Regions from separate parts of the Arachis hypogaea genome. Here region 2 is linked to region 1. A link is a contact called in public Hi-C data. All regions are on one chromosome and are shown on one strand. Each heading gives the region's core, a stretch centred on a gene start, on an enhancer-like site or on the middle of the called end of the contact. The rest is flanking DNA. Distances are from core to core; before and after follow the strand shown.

Region 1 (5,773 bases), core at 1,235-3,734:
CCACAAAAAACGGTTTTTGCAAGGTGCGTGGTGGGGCTGGGGAATCTATATCCATATCCCTTTGTACTATTGTTTCATTGCATAATATGATGGATACATAAGGGAGAGAGACTCGGAGAGAGAAAGAAAATAAAATGAGAAAATAATATGCACGATTCATTATTTCCTACATTGTTGGCGGGGAAATTATTTGCATATAGGCTACATCATATGGACCCATTCCCTTCATTAATTAAATGTTATACTTGTCTAGGGGAGTTGCAGTAGTACTAAATTGCTGATAAAGACCTATGTGATCGATCGAACTCAACCAAACCACAACAGCGCATTTTTAATTTCATGCAATGGTCAACTCCGCAAATATGCTATTGATCTTAATCTCTTGAATTGACAGTGGTATTTGGAGGTTCTGAATGCACTAAAAACTCAATTAAATGTGAGAAGCGTATATATACATAATTAGAATAAATATTTAAAAATTTTAATTTTAATGTATTGATAATATAACGATAATTCAGTTATATAATATTTATTCTTTTAGATAATTATTTATAGTTAATATAAAATATTATTTTTACTGATATAGTGTTATACACGTATAAAACTATTTTATATTAATAGTACATCAAAATTAAATTAATTCTCTACAAAATGACATAGGATTAATCTGTTCGCCCAAAATAACTCTTGAGAATTTTTATAAAAATTTTATTAAGTGCTAAAATGTTTTCATGATCAATTTAGCTATCTATTCTAAAAAAATTAATAATAATAATAATATCGCAAAAAGTGTGTGTATTTATTTAGTTTATATTTTGATTTTTGGTATTTTTAGTATTTTTTTTAGATTTTATAAAAAAATAGTAAAAATAATACAATTTTATTTTTTATTTTTATTTTCTATCTTTTTATTTTTTTTTATAAAAATATGAAAACAAAAAATATTAAAAATAAAAAATAAAAATGCAAATCAAACGCTCCCCACACTAGTCTATTCCGAGTTTTGTGTCTCTCTCAAGGGTCGCCAATCACCATTTCCTCTTTGGACCTTTTACATGAAGCGATGTGATGAGCGATCTACTTTAACAAGTTGCATGTATATAATATGTGCATCACATTCTTACTATGTAACTAATTATGGCAGAAGTAACCGGAACATGTATAGACGTCGTCTCATAAAATTAATTTCTATGGTTAGAGATAGATATATAAATTCCTAACTATTTAGCGCTTTAGAGAATTAATTAATGATGCCATTTTTGTTAGTTCGGACTTCGGACTAATGTTGAAACTTGAAACTTGCAAGAGTACCTTTGCTTCCCTTGTAATACAAGTTATTGACCATGCTCTGCTGTTTGGGTTTCGTGATTATGTCTATCTGCATTAAAATGTGTTGCTCTGTTGTGTAGTTCAGGTGAGTAATTTAATAGCCAGTAAGGAGCGTAATCTAATTAGCTGAATAATTTTTCCAAACCTCAATAATTAATTTAATTTTTTCTTTTGACTTTGGCAAAGAGCAGAAGGTAATTAAGCTATCCATTTAGAGCGTAATAATATGACCATTTCTAATTGAGAATTATATGCCACCCTTCACTCAGTAGAGTATATATATGGGTCACATTTGTGTCTTTAATGGAAGAGTCTCAATAATTTAAAAACGAGGAGTTGAATTTATGATTCTTTTAATTTTATATACTTTAAATTAGTATTTAAGATTTTGCTGTTATAAGATCTGCAATTTTAATTATGCAAAAAACAAATTTATTTTGCCTCTGATGAATCAAAGCAATAAAAAAAGTTAATATTCTGTGTTGTTGTAACTTTTGTGACGTTGATTAAGTTGGAGACAATTTTATTTTGTCTTATAACGAGTGAAATAGAAAGAGTAGAGAAAAAAAATAAGTGGTAACAACACAGTCATATATTCTAATTCAACCACTATGTGTAATGTGATTCATATCTAATATACACTACAACCTTCAGTCAAATTTCTATTATCTTGATCAAAGATTTACAAACACCAATTCTCAAGAATTGAATATAATCTTATCAGGGACAAACTAAATTTTTAATTAAGTTTGATTTGTGTTAGCTGATATAGGTGTCGTTTCAGCCTAAATATTTATGGAAGTAAGCTAGTGAATGGTTAGTTAGAAAGTAACTAAGTTACTGTAGTTAGATGTCAATTAGTATGAGTGAGAATTAGCCATAGTTAATTGAGCATAGTTAGTCAGATGTATAAATACTGCATTGTAACACTTTTACAAATGTGACTCTCTATTATTCTTCAGCAACTAAACTTCATTCACTTTCATACCTTCTCTCTGCCACTCTTCTCTCACACCTTCTTCCACTTGTGCAACCTCCTCCCAGCTCTAGATTTTATCATGGTACGGTGAGCGTGGAGGTTGCGAGTGTGACGAGAATTTGAGTTAGCAAGAGGGAAGAGAGGTTGCTGCTGAGGGTTCCCGATTTGGCCCAACTATGGCGAATGAGGAACAAATAGCGAGTCCAGGTTCGATGTCGATGGAGAACGAGTTCTCCGCCAGCTAATTTCAAAAATTTACGAGATTCATGAATCAGTTTTCCAAATTTCAAGAATTTCATAGGAGAATGGATCAATCTCCGGTGAGGAGCAGAAGTGCGATCTTGGATCCAAAAAGCCCCTTCTACTTGCATCCAGGTGAGAATCCTGGTAATTCTATAGTTAATGTGACTTTGAATACCTCCAATTACCATTCTTGGGCTAGGGCAATGAGATTAGCACTAAAATCAAAAAATAAATTGGCGTTTATTGATGGATCTTTACCGAAACCTGATGAATCGGATGTGAGTTTTTTAGCTTGGAAAAAATGTAATACCTATGTGATTGCTTGGCTAAATTTGTCAGTGTGATTTGGAATGAAAATGCCTGTGATATGTGGAACGAATTGGAACATAGGTATCATCAGGGAGACATATTTAGAGTCGCTGAATTAGAAGAGAAAATGTATACCACTAGGCAGGGGGATCTGAGTATCACTGCTTATTTCACAAAACTAAGAACAATTTGGGAAGAGATTGAAGCATTCCTACCAATTCCAAAATGCTTATGTGGTTCGGAATGCGTTTGCGGCTTAGGAACTGTGAGGAAGTATCGAACACAAAGACAATTGGTGAGATTGTTAAGGGGCCTAATAAATGACGAATATAGTACAGTTCGATAACAGTTGATGCTTATGGCACCACTACCTGATGTCAACAAGGCATTTTTCCTTCTCACTCAATAAGAACGACAGTTACATTCACCCGAAATTAGCGATGCAAGAGCTCTCATGAGTTCATCTGATGTTATTGAGGGTGAAAGGTCCCAACACTACTCAAATACTGCTGGCTACAGAGGTAGAGGACGAATTGAAAGAGGAAGGAATAATAGAGGAGGCAGAGGACCTCCCAAGCTGTGATCTTATTGTCACAAAACTGGACACTTGGTGAATACTTGCTACAAGAAATACGGACCACCATCACACATGAAACAACCTCTTAGAACTATCAACTGTGCAGCTGCCTCACTTGGAATGGAAAGTGAAGAATCCAATGGGGAATTGCAATTTTCATCCCAGAAAGGAGACAATAAGACATCACATCTTTTACTATCTCAAGATCAAAAAGACACCTATATCAGCTAACAATTTGACTAGATTCACTGGCTAGACTTTTAACACTAAATTCTTACCTAACTTAAGAAGAGAAACCTTTCATGTTAATGAATACAAAACAGAAATGATAACAAAAGAATTTGACATAATTTTTGATTTTTTTTCCAATGCAAACTTATTCTCTTTACTTTTTCTCTCAATAACTTTTACTGATATCTCACACATTTGCTTTTTTTCATTGATTGAAACAAAGAAAGATAAAATGAAGAACATAATTTTTAATATAAAATCATAAAAGAGAGAAGAAGATATAGCTCAAAAGTTATGAAGACCCCAAACAATGTGCTTACTCTCTTTACTTCAATTTCCGTCCGTCCATTTACCTTTTTATATAAAAGTGAAGCTTTTAAAACTTAAGCTTGACTAAATACCTTTTGACTTTGTTCTTCTTTTCCAAAAATCATATTAAAGAACGTAAAAAAAAAAATAAAACAGCAGTAAATTTTTATGGTTGATAAAATTTATTTGACTTCTGATCTTACTGTTTCTTACTCTTTCTTCTTTTTTCTTTAACTTCAAAGATCTAAGTCATTGATCCATTCTTTGGTTCCAAATTTTAATTATAACCTTTGATTTACAGTAAAAAAAAATAACTTCTATTTTCTTTTTTTACTAAAAAGTATGCGGCTGAAAGATAATAACTTCAACAAGTTAAAGTAGTTGTACAAAAATAATAACTGAACTTCTTTAATTTCCTTCTGTATCACATTAGGTTTGATTTTTTTCTTTTGTCTCCAACTTTAATTTTTTCCTCTTTTTTCTTTTTAATGCTAAAACTTAGTGATTCATTTTAATTTTTTACTTTACTTAAATTCATTTTTAAACATATCTTTAAGTCTTGTGAAACATCTTTTCTCTCTTGATTTAGGTGCAGTATGTGAATTTTTTGAATTACTAAAGTAAAGAGAGAATTTGCAATAAAATTTTGCACCTTGATTACAGGTTAGAGGAGAGAAAAAAATGTTGACAAATCAATTGAGCTTATTTATTTTTTTTGCATATATAATAATCACATACATTATCAAAATTTTTGGACTTTTAACCCAACTAATAATATTTTATCATCATCAAATTATTATAGATTCTCCTTAAAGTCAACAATAATTTTTGTTAGTATTATGTTAACTTTGTCCGATTAAAGTTAACTTCTAACTTAACAATATCTCTCCCTGTGTATATGTTTTTGTACTTTGATCTCAAATTTTTTAAATTAAATTTAGATAAAATCATTTTTTTCTTCTATTCATAAAATGAACACTGTTTATATGTTAAGTACTTAACTAAAATATCCTTTAATAATTATTAAAATTATACGTATAAATTAATAACAACTTTATGACTTATTGAAATAATAATAATATATTTATTGTTGATGTAATAAATTTATTTTATTTTAATAATTTATTATTAATCATAAAATATATAAAAAGTTTTAAATTTAAATACTTTTTGAAACAACAATTTAAGATATTTTATATTATGTGATAAAATATAAAAATAAATGAATTTTATTATGTAGACGAAAATATATATATATCGTTTAAATATCTCATAAAGGAAATGTATGGTTTTCTCTTACATTTATGCTTTTAAGTTCAAAAATACTATATATACAAAAACTTAATTATTATATTTTTGTGTATAAATATATATATTATTTAATTTATTTTTAATACATATTTTATATTTTAACAAATATTCTAAACGAGTAATTGATTTAGTGACGGTTTTAATTTATGTAAATATAACATCGTTGTTTTAATTTTATATAGATAATTAAACTAATAATTTTCATAAAAATATTATACACATAAAAAAATTAATCACTAAATTTATTATTATATATTTATATATAAATATATATTATTTAATTTAATTTTAATATATATTTTATATTTTAATATTTATTATTATAAATATTATTTAATTTATTTTTAATATAAATAAATATATATATTTTAATTTATTTTTACTACATAAAAAACTGATTTTTTTTTTAATGTTCATCTAATATGATTGTACTTTTAATTTGGAAAGCGGCGAGATTGAAAACCTGGGGAGCATGACCACCGTAC
Region 2 (5,966 bases), core at 2,089-4,588, 220 kb after region 1:
TCAATGACTCGTCAATATCAAAAACTTAAATAGGGTTTAACTCACTTTGATATGCTATTAATTTAGACTTTTATATTTTTTATTTTTGATTTTTGATTTTTGATTTTTATTTTTAATTTTTTTTTTTTGGGATACAAATGTAAAAAGATTTGAAATAAAATTATTTTTAATTTAACTTTCTTATTTAACTAATATGTAATCACCTTCACTTTATTGCTAAATCCTTCCAATATGTACCACTTTTTAAAAGTTGAGAAGGTAATAAGCTTCCCCATTGCAACGAGCAAATATACTAGAAATTAAAAACAGAGCAGAGAGTAGCGAACTTTAATAACAACATTGGAAAATGCACTGAAGTCGGTCCCCAAAATTTCTACTCATATCGTCTCAGTGAAATTAAGTCAATAATTAAACCAACTGTCCGTCGTGGAAGAAGAGACCATACTTATAATTATAGCACTTTATTTTTTATACTGGAGTAGTAACAGTGTATTTTTGAAATGTAGAGCGGTACGGTATAATTTTTAAATGTAGAATTATTTAATTGAAAAGATAAAAATTAGACTATTTCATTAGTGAGAAATATAAAAATTAGAACAAAAAATTTTTATTAAAAAATAAAAAAATTAAGATACAGAAATAGAATTTTTTAATTTGTTTATCTTTTACATTTTAAAAAATATTAAAATCACAGTATTAGATTATATCATTATTTTTATTTTTATACAAAAAAAATAGAATTAATACTTAATTTGATTTTTAAAATTATATGTAAATCTTAATTTAATCTTTAAAATTTTAATTATTTATTTTTAATTTCCAAACTTTATAAACATGACTTACATTAGTCTTTGAAATAATTTTCGATAAAAAAATTATTAAAACATTAATATAGACAACCAAATATCATGCTATAACTTGTAAAACGACGTCATTTTAATTTTTGTGCTCAAATAACTAAAAAACGATGTCAGATCATTTATTTTAAGAAAAAAAATTTTTAATAAATATCACTTACAATAATTTTTTTAGATTATTTGAGGACTAAATAAAAATTGACATTATTTTACAAGTCTAACGTGATATTTAACTATTTACGTTAACATAAAAAAAATAATTAAAATTTTAAAAATTAAATTAAAATTCGGATACAAAACATTAAATTAAATATTATCTCGAAAATAAAAAAGAACCTATAATTAGAATCCAAATCCCAATGCGTATTTCGTTCGCAATTCCCACCATGAGTCCATCACCATGCCACTCAAAACTTGGTAACTATTGTTGACCAAATCCCACATGCCAAACGTATACTTGGGGACCATGCATACCCGTTGGATAGAGTCCTTCCAATACTTGATAAAGCCACATACCATACACTCCATGACAAAGTGCATTAATCATTCTATTTCGTATCAGGGTCAAGGAAACTACTATATATTTTTTATTTTTTATGATTCATTTGTAAATTAGAGAAATGTTGCATATACTATTTTTTATGTACTCATTCTTTATAAAGACATTTTTTATACTAAAACAGAAAATATACATTGAAATTAAAGATGTATAAATAAAAGCGTTATAATTATTATCATTTCTCTTATAAATTAAAATATCTAAATAGACAAATTATGTTTATAATTTTTTATGTACTACTAAATATATATTTCTATAAGGATTTATCTATTTTGTATTCTAAATACATCTATTGAGTTTATTAATTAAAAAAAAATTTAAAAATATAAAAAATTTAAATTTTTTATGTATTTATTTTACATTCATTAAATATAAATATTTAAAATTTTTTATTAATAGTAAATTTATCATGTGCCCTTTGAACACATATTAGCTAAATCTTTTTATAATATAAAAAATAAATTATTATTTTTTATATTTTTATTAATTATTTTAATATAAAAACATAAAAGATGAATATATAAAGTATAGAACAAAAAATATAATGTATATATCATTTTTCCTTTAGTTTAATAAAAAATTATTTTTATTTAAACAAAAAAAATAGTTATTAAATCAGTTATTATTATGTATGATGAATAAATATATATGTTATTTAATTATTTTAATATATATTTTATATTTTAATATGTATTTTACGGTTTTTTTAATTTTTTTATGCATAGTAATAATGTTTCTAACAACAAAGATGAGGAAGAATTAATTAATCCCACTTCAAGAATTATGAAGACCAATTGTACATTAACACGGTCATCATTTTCACTTGCGGTAAGAATTTGATCACATATTGCTAGACAATTAAACAAAGTGAGGTTAATAGAAAGAGTGGACAATGTTTACCAACTCAGGAAATTCTATTTTCACAAAAGAAACAAATTTTACAGAGTCCTCATCACTCGTCAGAAGAGCTATTTAGTTCTTCATTCTGATCTCTCCCATTACAATTCACAAACATCAAACATTTCTTCTATGAAAATAACACTTCCCTAGTAAACTTGATCACTAATGAGTAATAACTACTATCTAGCTACTAATTAAAAGATTCTGATTCTCTATACAAGGTGGAATGGCTTATTATTATTACGGTTGAAGTGAAACCTGGCTGAAGAACTTGACCTTACAGAGAAGACCCCATTCCAGATCTCAGTGAAAGCTCTAACTATAACACCATGGTGATACGGTGAATTCAGCTGAAGAAAACAGTTGAGAAGCTCCCTCAGGTCTTCCTTCGAGTATATCTCGTTCTCAAGAATCATCTGAAGCATGGAGTGCCGGAAATCCAAGTAAGGGTCATCGGAGTCTTTCTCCACCGCCACGCCTTCTCCGCCGGCTCTTCCGAGACCTCCCACTCTCCGAGCCTCCTTTCCGTTGTTGTTGTTGTTGCTCTCTGATGAGTCGGAGAAGTGAGAGGAATCAATGTAGCAAGGGGAGAAGGTGGTGTTGGTTGGGGTGGTGGTGCTTGTGGCGGTGTCGTTCTCGTTATGATTCCAAGAAGAGAGGTTGAAAAGTTTGTGTTTTTGGAGAGTGGGGTTCTTGGGTTTTGGTTTAGGGTGGAATATTCGAGAGAGTTTTGGCCTTCTGCAACTGCTGCCACACCCTAGTTTCACTGAAACTGTGTTCAGGTGAAGCTTTTTTCTGGCGGAGGTGGACATTGCTCTGTGTTTTCTTCTGTGACTGATGAAAAGAATAGAAAGAACAACACAGAAACAGAGGAACAAAGAAGGAGAAGGAGAGTCAAAGGGTGTATGTGTTTTCTTGATGGTTTGGTTGCTTTGGAAAGAGGCTTTGTATTTATGGGGATGAGAAAGGAGTAAAGTACCATTACTAAGCTCTAATGACGAAGGATCTTAATTAATTTTGCATGTGACCATTTGAGGCCCACATCGGTGTACATCATGTTTCTAAGCTTGTAACTATTCTATAAGCATCTATTTGGAACAACGGATAGAGTCGGATAACAATGTTAAAAAAATAAAAAGAAAATGACTCAAAAGAAGCATAAAATTATTTTATTTTATATTTTTAGTTATTCTTACACTATTTTGTATTTTAAATTATTTTTTAAATAATTTCAGTAATATTTAATATAATTATATCTATATTAAATTAAATAAAATAATTTTAGATTTTGTATTTCTAACTTTACTATTGGAGTTGCTTATAATAATATATTGAATATGGAAACTAGTAGTGTTTATTTTTTCAAAACACGTATTAAGATTATGTTTTATTTAGTTTGGTTAAAACATAAGTTTCATATATTATTTTCAGACATATTTAATTATTCAAGTATAAATATCAATTATGTTGTTTAAATTCAAAAAAATGGGCCATTAATTAATTATTATAAAAGGATATATATATATTAGTATTTATAAAAATATTTTATTATACTATTGTTAAAATTTTTTATTGTTTTACTATAATAAATTTGATTATTATTCTATAGTATAATATTTAATGATTCTAATAATTAATTGTTTTATTAAAAATATATGAAATAATATGTATAAATATATAATTAATGTGTGCTTAATTTTTAGTATTTATGTCACATTCTCTTAAGTATTTGTTGAATGTGTAAATAATTATTTTATATCTTTAAATATGATATATTAAATTTGTCTCTAGCTACCCCTGTTCTTTTTTTAAGTTACTTGCTTGAACTTTATTGAATATATTGATGGTGATCTGAAGTGATCTGAACCGCAGGTTTTCTATTTTCGTGAATAAAGAAATGCTGATGGAGGCATCTGGAAATCGGCCACAGGATCACATGTGGATTGAGAATCAGAGCCATTTGATAAGGGTATTGCCAACGCCATGGATATTTAAGTTAGCCAGTTAGGTCGTTATTTGAAAGATTGGGATCAATTAATTAAAGAGAAAATGCGTACTTAAACATTATATTGTGTATGAGATTTGGGAGAAGCTGACATGACATGACAGCAGGCAAGCAAGAATATACGAATTAAATTTTTATAACGCCGAGTTTTATATGAATCCCTTAAATTAATGCGCTTCTTGGTTTAATGATTCCAAGGTAAGGTGTGTATTATTTTAATTTGATATTACTAGCATTGTAAGATTGAAAAATGAATAGTCAATTGTGTATTGAACTTATTAGCCACTCGATTTTCGTTCACCGTGTAGGAATTAGGATTCTGAACTATATGGTATAGTATAATGATCACATACTTACAAGAGCATCGAATGGCATCTGACACGAATTTCCCAATTTCGTCTAAGATTAAAATATTAAACAGCTAAGAATTAGAGACTCATCATAATTATACAGACTACCTAAAATCGTAGACCACGGGTTCGGTCTATGCCATGAACTTGAACGATTTTTGCGACATGTTGTTGCCATTGTTTATCCTGTCCAACTAGAAACAATAAAAACCAACAAATAATTAATACTAACCAATTTACCTTTTCTTTTTAAAATGAGAAGAAGATATATTTGTACATATGATCTAAATAAATTTATCAAGTTTTAGCATTTAACTTATGTTTCGGGGTTGAAATATTTTTGTGATGTATAAATCATTGAAATAGGTTCGTGGTCTAAATTTATTTTTAAAAGTAGGTTAAATTACAGTTAATCCTTATACTTTTAGTAAAATTGTAAATTACTTTATATATTTTAAAAGTTTATAATTTGATCTCTATAAAAAATTAAAATTTATAATTAGATCCTCAATAACCTTTACTGTAAAAAAAAATACATATTTATCATAATGTCCACTTTTTTTCCTTTTCTTATATTATCCTTTCTTTTCCCATCTTCTCCTTTTTTTTTTACTGGCAGTCATGACCATGGCATCAACTACCACAGCAACTGTCACTATATTATTATCAGGTTCCATGCCAAGTGCAGATGAAATCATAAACCCAAACCTCCTAGGAAGAGTTATTTTTTTATCGGGCTCTACTTCTACTTCTTGAAGCATGGCAACACTCTCAACTTGGGCATCATTTTCAACTGTTACATTGGACCTCACACAAAACTCATCATCATCAAATAATACTAATAATACTTCCACCCTTCCAATCAAGCATCATCATCCTCTTAATGTTGTCCCTTTGTTCTAGTTACCCAATTTTCAAGGTCACCCGCAAAACTTTGAGACTCAAACCCTACATAATCAATCAAAATTCTTCCTTCTTCAATTATCTCAACAAGTTGTTGCCTCTTCCCAATCAGGAATCCAACCAACCACAGTAACAGCCGCCATCCCTGGCTGATTCCGTCACTGCAGCCATCACTACCGATTCTAACTTCATCGCCGCTATTGCAGCCGCCATCTGCTCCATCATCGAAGGTAACAACAACAACAATAATAAACCAAACAGCACTTGAAATAGTAACAACAACAACAATGGCAGCCATCTCCTCCATAATTGGCACGATGATGACGAAGATCTCGCTATTGTTGAAGATGCTGTGAGCAGTCAAGAGTTGTTGCATTTAGGGTTGGAGGTGG

What was found. A called contact is a pair of places that touch in the nucleus more often than the background predicts.
Region 2: a Hi-C map of an unstated tissue shows a contact between it and region 1, with 2.3 times the contacts expected there. The contact joins the promoter of LOC112696746 here to the promoter of LOC140173688 in region 1.

What each region holds. Positions count from the first base shown.
Region 1 is chr6:78,457,546-78,463,318 of arahy.Tifrunner.gnm2.J5K5, forward strand. LOC140173688 reads left to right here and starts at 2,485. Exons shown (of 2, transcript XM_072198202.1): 1 at 2,485-2,537; 2 at 2,891-3,206. The coding sequence starts at 2,485. The coding sequence ends at 3,206.
Region 2 is chr6:78,679,520-78,685,485 of arahy.Tifrunner.gnm2.J5K5, forward strand. LOC112696746 reads right to left here and starts at 3,339. Exons shown (of 1, transcript XM_025749593.3): 1 at 2,290-3,339. The coding sequence starts at 3,128. The coding sequence ends at 2,529.